Regions from separate parts of the Pan troglodytes genome. Here region 1 is linked to region 2. The links are chromatin contacts, called in public Hi-C maps. All regions are on one chromosome and are shown on one strand. Each heading gives the region's core, a stretch centred on a gene start, on an enhancer-like site or on the middle of the called end of the contact. The rest is flanking DNA. Distances are from core to core; before and after follow the strand shown.

Evidence for each region. A called contact is a pair of places that touch in the nucleus more often than the background predicts.
Region 1: a Hi-C map of stem cell-derived neural progenitor cells shows a contact between it and region 2, with 4 times the contacts expected there. The contact joins the enhancer-like site here to the promoter of TTPAL in region 2. A contact is called at or near these places in 1 of 7 Hi-C or Micro-C datasets (stem cell-derived neural progenitor cells) and 1 of 1 datasets of contacts at active chromatin or transcription factors (stem cell-derived excitatory neurons).

The regions. Positions count from the first base shown.
Region 1 is chr21:50,861,786-50,865,559 of NHGRI_mPanTro3-v2.0_pri, forward strand. All of the region lies in intron 2 of PKIG (cAMP-dependent protein kinase inhibitor gamma), which reads left to right. Among named protein-coding and RNA genes, the nearest start is that of ADA, 43 kb to the right of the region's middle. Within about 2 kb of position 1,891, at least 11 of the 24 cell types and tissues checked have an H3K27ac peak or open chromatin away from gene starts, as enhancers often do. A contact at or near this core is called in stem cell-derived neural progenitor cells, where this site is marked.
Region 2 is chr21:50,726,154-50,730,205 of NHGRI_mPanTro3-v2.0_pri, forward strand. TTPAL (alpha tocopherol transfer protein like) reads left to right here and starts at 2,374. Exons shown (of 5, transcript XM_001152483.7): 1 at 2,374-2,508.

The DNA.
Region 1 (3,774 bases), core at 641-3,140, 140 kb after region 2:
CGTGATCCACCCGCCCCCTCGGCCTCCCAAAGTTCTGGGATTACAGGCGTGAGCCACCATGCCCGGCCAAAATTTTGTTTTAAATAAAGGAAAAAGGAAGGGAAGGAGAAAAAGGGGGAACATATATATTGCATAAATTTTGTCTGGAAGGACACCAAAACGTGCTTGCCTTGGGGAGGGTGTCTGGATCGGATGGGAAGGAGACTAAGCTCTTTATCTCTGTCCTTTTGGACCTTTTGAGTTTTAGACTACATGCACACATAATCTAAAATTAAGTAATTTTAAGATGAAGTGAATGTGTTCACTATAAAAAGGAAATATAACATTTTAAAATCACTTATAAAAATATTAATGTATGTAATTATATCACTGGTATTCTTTTTCATTTAACTATATGTGAACATTTTGCCATGTCTTTAAAAAATATTCACAAACATCATTTTAATGCCTGAATGGTATTTCATTTAGATAGAAATTAGTTAAGTATGTATATATTAATAATTCTCCATTGTCCGTTTCGGACATGTGACACATCCATTTAGGAACTCATTTTGGTGTCTTTAGTTTCCTGCTATTATAAATAATACTGTGGGCCAGGCGCAGTGGCTTAGGCCTGTAATCCCAACACTTTGGAAGTCCGAGGCAGGAGGATAACTTGAGCCCAGGAGTTTGAGACCACGAGTTTGAGACCACCTTGGTTAACATAATGAGATTCCCATCCCTGAAAAAAAATGAGCCAGACATGGAATAGTCCCAGCTACTCAGGAGGCTGAGGCAACAGGATTGCTTGAGCCCAGGAAGTTGAGGCTACAGTGAGCCATGATTGTACCACTGCACTCCAGCCTGTGTGACACAGCAAGACCCTGTCTCAAAAAAAAAAAATAATAATAATACTATGATGAACATCTTTGTACATTTTATCTTCATGTAGATCTTGGATTATTTTCTTAGAATAGATTATTATAAACTGATTTAGTAGCTAAAAGATATGGAAAAAGTTGAGGTTTCTGGATACACACTGTCAAGTCACTGCCCAAGGAGGTCTTGGAAGTTTACACTCTCATTAACAGGGTTTGAGAATGACCATTTTCTGACAGGATTTCCAACTCTGAGGATTCTTTATTTCCCCATTTGCTGTTGACTGTAAAGAGGAGAGGGTGAGTGACGAATATAAATATGGGAGAAAAATGAAACGATGTGTTTCTGCTTTCGATTGGAGAGCTCCCCAGAGCCGTCTTTGGAGTTGCTGTTCCCTGAGGGGATATGGTAGCCAGAGCATGTTGGCCCAGTTGATGTTTTCTAGGATTGGTCTTTGAGTGTGGCATTTGCTGTCTCTGTGTCCCGAGGGCCAGTGGCCTGCACTGGGCAGCTTGTAACATCAGATGGCATTGTGAGATCAAAGCCCCAGGAGACGTTCCAGCATGAAGCTGGCCTTTCAGATGGAGCCTGTAATTCCACCCCATGGTGTCAGGTCCTAGGACAGGAACACCTGCACAGCACTCCACGGTGCACGGAGGCCCTTCTCAACAGTCCCAAGAAGGAACTGCTGCTCCTCCCCACAGAGGACAGGCGGGCAGCAGGGGAGAAGAGGGATAGACACAAACTCCCTCTCCTTCAGAGGCCCGAGGGTGAAATCCAGCGAGTGTGCATGGAGCGCCTGCTCTTTACCAGGTGCTGGATGAGAATCAGGGAATGCAGCGGCCAGAACCTGTTGGCTCAGCTGCCAGGATTAGGTTTCAGCTGGACATGGGAAAAATCCAGACCAAATTCCTGTTCCCGTGGAGCTGACATTCTAACTGAGGAAGAGCCGAGGACTCAGAGGCTCCGGGAGCCAGTGTGGCCTGCTCGGGGTTTGTCATTTTCCAGAGCAGCGGGTTTCAGGTGGGGCTGAGGCCCTTCTGAGCCGTGGCTGTAAACCGGCCTCACTCACCTCAGAGGGCAGCTGTGGCCACTGAGTGCGTGATGTGTGTGAAAACACAGGCACCTGGGCCATGGTACCTTTCCTTATCGTAGGAATTGTCAGCATCATTTTTATCCTCTGTTATTACTGTTATTATCATAAGCCATTTTCCTGTCCTGAAGCATTGAGCGGTTTCCCCAGAGGCAGAGGGCAGGAGTGAACCTCCGTGACCTGTAGAAGGAGCCACCTCTGGAACTTCCGGGAATTCTTTTAGCCAAGGAGGAGCCAGAGCGTGACTAGGGCAGCGCGCAAGGCTGCTAGGAAGATAGGTAGGGTGCGCCATCTGCTGTAGCCGGGGGGAATTGCCGTGGACAGTGTCCTGGCCCTCCTCTATTTTACACAGGGGAAATGAAGGCCCCAAGAAAGGCAGGGTCTTGCCCAGGGTTAGGTGGCAGAGCTTGGGTTTAAGGTCACGTGTCTCATTCTTTGCTCTTTCTACCATAGGACACCTCCCTGTCTCACCTGTCTGATCTTTGAGGGCCCCTAATTCATTCTTTAGGTGTTTCTTCTGAGCTAGGTGTTGTGGGGGGATGTGGGCCTTGCCCTCCATACTGATCCTCTTCTCTGTCTCTCTCTTTCTCTGTCTCTCTCTCTCTTTCTCTCTCTCTCTTCTCTCTCTCTCTCTCCCTCCTCTCTCTCTCTCTCTCTCTCTCACACACACACACACACACACACACACACACACCTGCAGCACTTACTGGCTCAACCCCACCCTGGGTGCCTTCTGGGCACTTCTGCCAATGTCAGCTACCTTCTAAAAGCATTGCACAATAATTTGGGTTTATAAAAACTTCAACCATTGAAAAAATATAGACTTAGAAAACGAAAGTTCCCCTTAATCACAAAGAACCACAGTTGACAGGGTTGATAGATGTTTTTTCAGATTTTTTTTTCATATGTCTGCTATCTTTCCCCACAGGAACTGGGTTTTATTTGAGGTGTTGTTTTGCATCCTCTGTTTTTCAGTTGCCAGTTGATCTCAGACATTGTCCTATGTCAGTACAGGCCCATCTGGCACATTTCTTTATTATTTTTTTTTTTACTGACATGTCATTGTATATATTTGTGGGGTGCAACTTGATGTTTTGATACATATATGTTGTATAATAATCAGATCAGGGCAGTTAGCATATCCATCATCTCATGCATTTCTTTCTTTGTGATGAGAATATTCAAAAGCTTCTCTAGTTATTTTGTAATATAGAATGCCCTTTTTTTTTTTTTTTTTTTTTTTGAGACGAAGTCTCGCTCTGTGTTGCCCAGGGTGGAGTGCAGTGGCGTGATCTCAGCTCACGGCAATCTCCGCCTCATGGGTTCAAGCGATTCTCCTGTCTCAGCCTCCAGAGTAACTGGGACTACAGGCGTGTGCTGCCACACCGGACTAATTTTGTATTTTTAGTAGAGGCGACGTTTCACCATGTTGGCCAGCCCAGTCTCGAACTTCTGACCTCAGGTGAACTACCCGCCTCGGCCTCCCAAAGTGCTGGGATTATAGGCATGAGCCACCGCACCCGGCCTAGAATGCCTTATTGTTAACCATCACCATACTGTACAATAGAACAGGAACTTACTGCTCCTATCTAATTGTAACTATGTACCCATTGACCAGCTTTCCATCCTTTCCTCTCCTCTCCCCTCCCCAGTCTCTGGTAACCACTGTTGTATTCTCTCCTTCTATATCAACTTTTTTTTTTTTTTTGACAGAGTTTTGCTCTGTCGCCTAGGCTAGAGTGCAGTGTCATGATCTCGGCTCACTGCAAGCTCCGCCTCCTGGGTTCACACCATTCTCCTGCCTCAGCCTCCCGAGTAGCTGG
Region 2 (4,052 bases), core at 1,124-3,623:
TGGTATATATAATTCAAAAAGCAGAAACTCTTTTTGTTGTCATTGTTTATCGGAGATGTTCTAATCCTGATATAATCTGGTTCTCTAAAATGTAATACCAAGAGGAACAAGAAATGAGGGAAGAGGCAGGGATTTCTGGGGCATCTCTAAATCCTCTCCCTGCCCTGCCCTTGAGACCAAGTTCTTCTCCTGCTGGCAACATCTAGGATTGCCATCTGGGCTCCAGGTACCAGTAGTAGGTCCTAGGTTTGGGTTAAGGAGAGGGGTGAATTTATTCCAATACCTAGGACAGCCTGGTTAGGACAGGGTCATCCCTCACCCTTTGCCACAAGAGCTGCCATTTGGCAGGGCGCAGGAGAATGGCTTGAGCCCAGGCAGCCTCCCAGGTGGCTGGGATTACAGGCCTGGCTAATTTTTGTATTTTTAGTAGAGACAGGGTTTCACCAGGTTGGCCAGGCTGGTCTCGAACTCCTGAACTCAGGTGATCCACCTGCCTTGGCTTCTCAAAGTGCTGAGATTATAGGCATGAGCCACCACATCCGGCTGTTTTGGGGGGTTTTCTTTTTGAGACAGAGTCTCGCTCTGTCGCCCAGGCTGGAGGGCAGTGGCATGATCTCGGCTCACTGCAACCTCTGCCTCCTGGGTTCAAGTGATTCTCCTGCCTCAGGCTCCCACATAGTTGGGTGTGACAGCCGGAAGTGGGGGCCTCGGATTACAGGCGTGTGCCACCACGCCCAACTAATTTTTGTATTTTTAGTAGAGACAGGGTTTCACCATGTTGGCTGGGGTGGTCTCATCATAGTCCTGATCTCAAGTGATCCACCTGCTTCAGCCTCCCAAAGTGCTGGGATTCCAGGCGTGAGCCACTGCACCCGGCCTTACCTTACGTTTTAAAAGATTTCACAGATGTGATTAATGTAAGGATCTTGAGATGGTAAGATTATTCTGGATTATCTGGCTGAGCCCAATGTAATCCCAAGAGTCCTTATAAGAAGAGGGAAGCAGGATCAGTCAGTAGTAGATGTGACAACAGAAGCCAGAGGTTGAGGTGATTTGAAGAAGGGGCCATAAGCTAAGGAATGCAGGTGGCCTCTACAAACTGTAAAAGGAAAGGAACTGATGCTTCCTCGAAATCCCCAAAAGAATGCAGCCTTGCCAACACCTTGATTTTAGACTTTTGACCTAGAGAACTGCAAGAGAATATATCTGTGTTGTTTCAATCCATGAAGTTTGCAGTAATTCCTTGTAACAGTAACAGGAAAATAATACATAGATTTAGCAAACAAAACAAAATCCAGGATGCCCAGTAGTCATATTTGAATTTCCTATAAACAACAATTTTTAAAGTATAAATGTGTCCCAAATGTTGCATAAGACACACTTATCTGTGTGTATGTGTGTGTGTGTTTGGAAAGGAACATGCTTAAATGTTTATCTGAAATTCAAACTGTAGTGAATGTTATATATTTTGTCTGTCAATCTTAGAAGTGATGAAACTGAGAGCAGGAGTCAAAACTCATGATTCCCAGGTCCCCTCCATACTGCTGCCCCCTGCCCCTCAATCTGGCAGAAACTGCCACGTTCTTGTGGCCCTCATGGGTCACTTCCCATCTTCTTGGGACTCCTCTTGCCCCTGGGGTAGGAAAACGAAAAGACTGTTTAAGGTCGTTTCTTTGGGCTCAGAGTTCTCCTGGACCACCAGAGGTGGTCCTCTGCCTCAGAGGGACCTAGGAGATTTGCCTCAAAGTTGCAGTTGCACAAAATACTTGCGGGCGGATCTTAATGGACTGGGGTGGGAGTTAGTAAAGCCTTTGTCTGGAGGGAACGTAATGAACCCCAAAGCAGGAAAAAAGTAATTATTGAATCAGGCTCCAGAGCAAGAATCAGGTTTCAGGTAAGGAAACGGAAGCACAAGAAGGAATGGGGACTTGCTCCAGGTCACTCAGTTAATGACAGACAGATGTCCCCTGGTTTGGAGTCTCCCCTTTTGGAGCAGCTAGTCCTGATAGCAGCCATAGTGGGGGGAAGTCTAGAATGCTAATCCTGAGGTCCGGGTTTGAAGCCCTTTACTGCCTTGATTGCCAGTTTCCCTTTCCTGAAATAGGGGAATTGCATAAATATGAGGAGTTAATAAGATCATGGATGTTAAACAACAGGTACATGTTAGCATGTTCTTGGAAAATGGCAGCTTCTTTCCTTCCTTCTCTGAGCCTCAGTTTCCCCATCTATAAGCCGGGTTTGACAAGCGGCTGGTGCCCCAGCTCCTCCCAGCTACTCCAGGTCCGCAGCTCGGAGCTCCGGCAGCCAGGTGGGGACTGAACACCAACGCCGCGGGGAGGCGTCGCACATGCGCGCTCCTAGGCGGAGCCCCGCCTCCCACGCCCTGGATCGTCACTTCCGGCGCGAGGGGCCGGGCAGGCCGGGCAGGGAGTGCGGGTCGGTTCTGCGTGCGCTGCCGGACGAGGCTCCCGCCGCCGATTGACCCGCGCTCCGCCCGTAGTCGGGCCGGTGAGTGCCCGCGAGCCCATCCGTGTGCCCTGGGAGCTGAGGAGAGGGACCCCTGAGAGGGAAGGATAACCGGAAGTGGGGACCAGAGGAGCGAGAGACCCCAGGAAATGGGGACACCTGGGGAGGGGGTGACAGCCGGAAGTGGGGGCCTCGGAAGGTTGTCCACGGGATATGGGGTCTCGGGGGCTCTAGGAGAGATGGCTTCCTGACCTCTCCTTGTTGAGAGGAAGGGGTGGAAAGGAAAGTGATGCTCCAGAAAGGATGGGCTCCAGGTGGGGGAGATCTTTGGCTTCACCGTTACCAATGGTGTCTGCATCTCACTCATATGTCCGCCTGTCAGCTCATTCACCAGCCTGTGACTGAGTCCTGCTGAGCGCTCGGCACTGCTGAGTCCCTGGAGAGTCAACATGAAGCTCCAGGTGGAGGGTACAGATTAGAAGCCCAGGGTGGGGCTAGACGCATCCTTGCTCTGCCTCACCGGGTGTGCCCCCTTGGGCGAATCGCTTAACCTATATCCTCCGCTGATGTGTACAGACCACTGCCATGTGCCCGGCACTGGGGGTGGCAGTGGACATGGCAGACAAGCCCTCTGTCCTGGTGGAACTTAGATTCTAGGGGACAGTCCTTTTTGTCCTCCTTTGTAAAATGGCAACAGTAATAGCGCTCTCACCAAATAACGTGAAGATTAAATGAGGAAATGGGTAAAGGGCTTAGCAATGCTTGATACATGGTAAAGTGCTCAAGTATGCATTCTCTTCATTCCACTATAATGTAAGCTTTATTAGGCAAGGAATTGTATTGTTTGCGTCTGTGTTCCCAGTGCCTGTGAGCACAGTGCCTGACATATATGGTAGGTGATCGGTAATTATTTGATAAATGAGTGCGTGGTGAAACTGACTCTAGATAAATGCCCATAGCATTGGACTGTAATTTCTAAAAAAGAAATAGGAACCCAGTTCTGTGGAAAACTGGAGGGAATCACCCTCAGGGAGTTTGGGAAGGATTCACTGAGGTGGTGACATGGCAGCTGAGCCTGAGCTGTCAAGTTAGGAACAAATTAGAAGAGGAAATTCCAGGCAGAGTGTATCAGAAGTGCACGAGTTATTCCAAGGATGATGGGTTATTAGTTTGTTTTGACTGGCATTTAATGTGCATCAAGGTGGGGTGCGATGGAAAATGAGGCTGGAGAGGGGCTTTGAGGTGAGGCTTGTACCTTGTGAACACTGATGTTTGATGGGATTGCAGGCATCTCTTGGTTACTTCCATAGAAACAAAGCCATAGTTGTTCCATTCCTCACTTAGCATACCTGTGCCAACCAGACTAAAGTCATTCAACAAATATTTATGGAGTGCAGATTATGTGTCTAACACCATGTTAGGCGCTGGGTTTCAGGTGATGAACAAGACAAACTTGGATGTTGCTCACAAATTGCCAACAGACAATTGCAACAGGGTGGGAGAAGTGCGGGGGAGGCACCTAACCTGGCTGGGGGTCAGTGAAGGCTACCTACTCCAGGCCACCAGCATCTCTCAGCTGGATTATT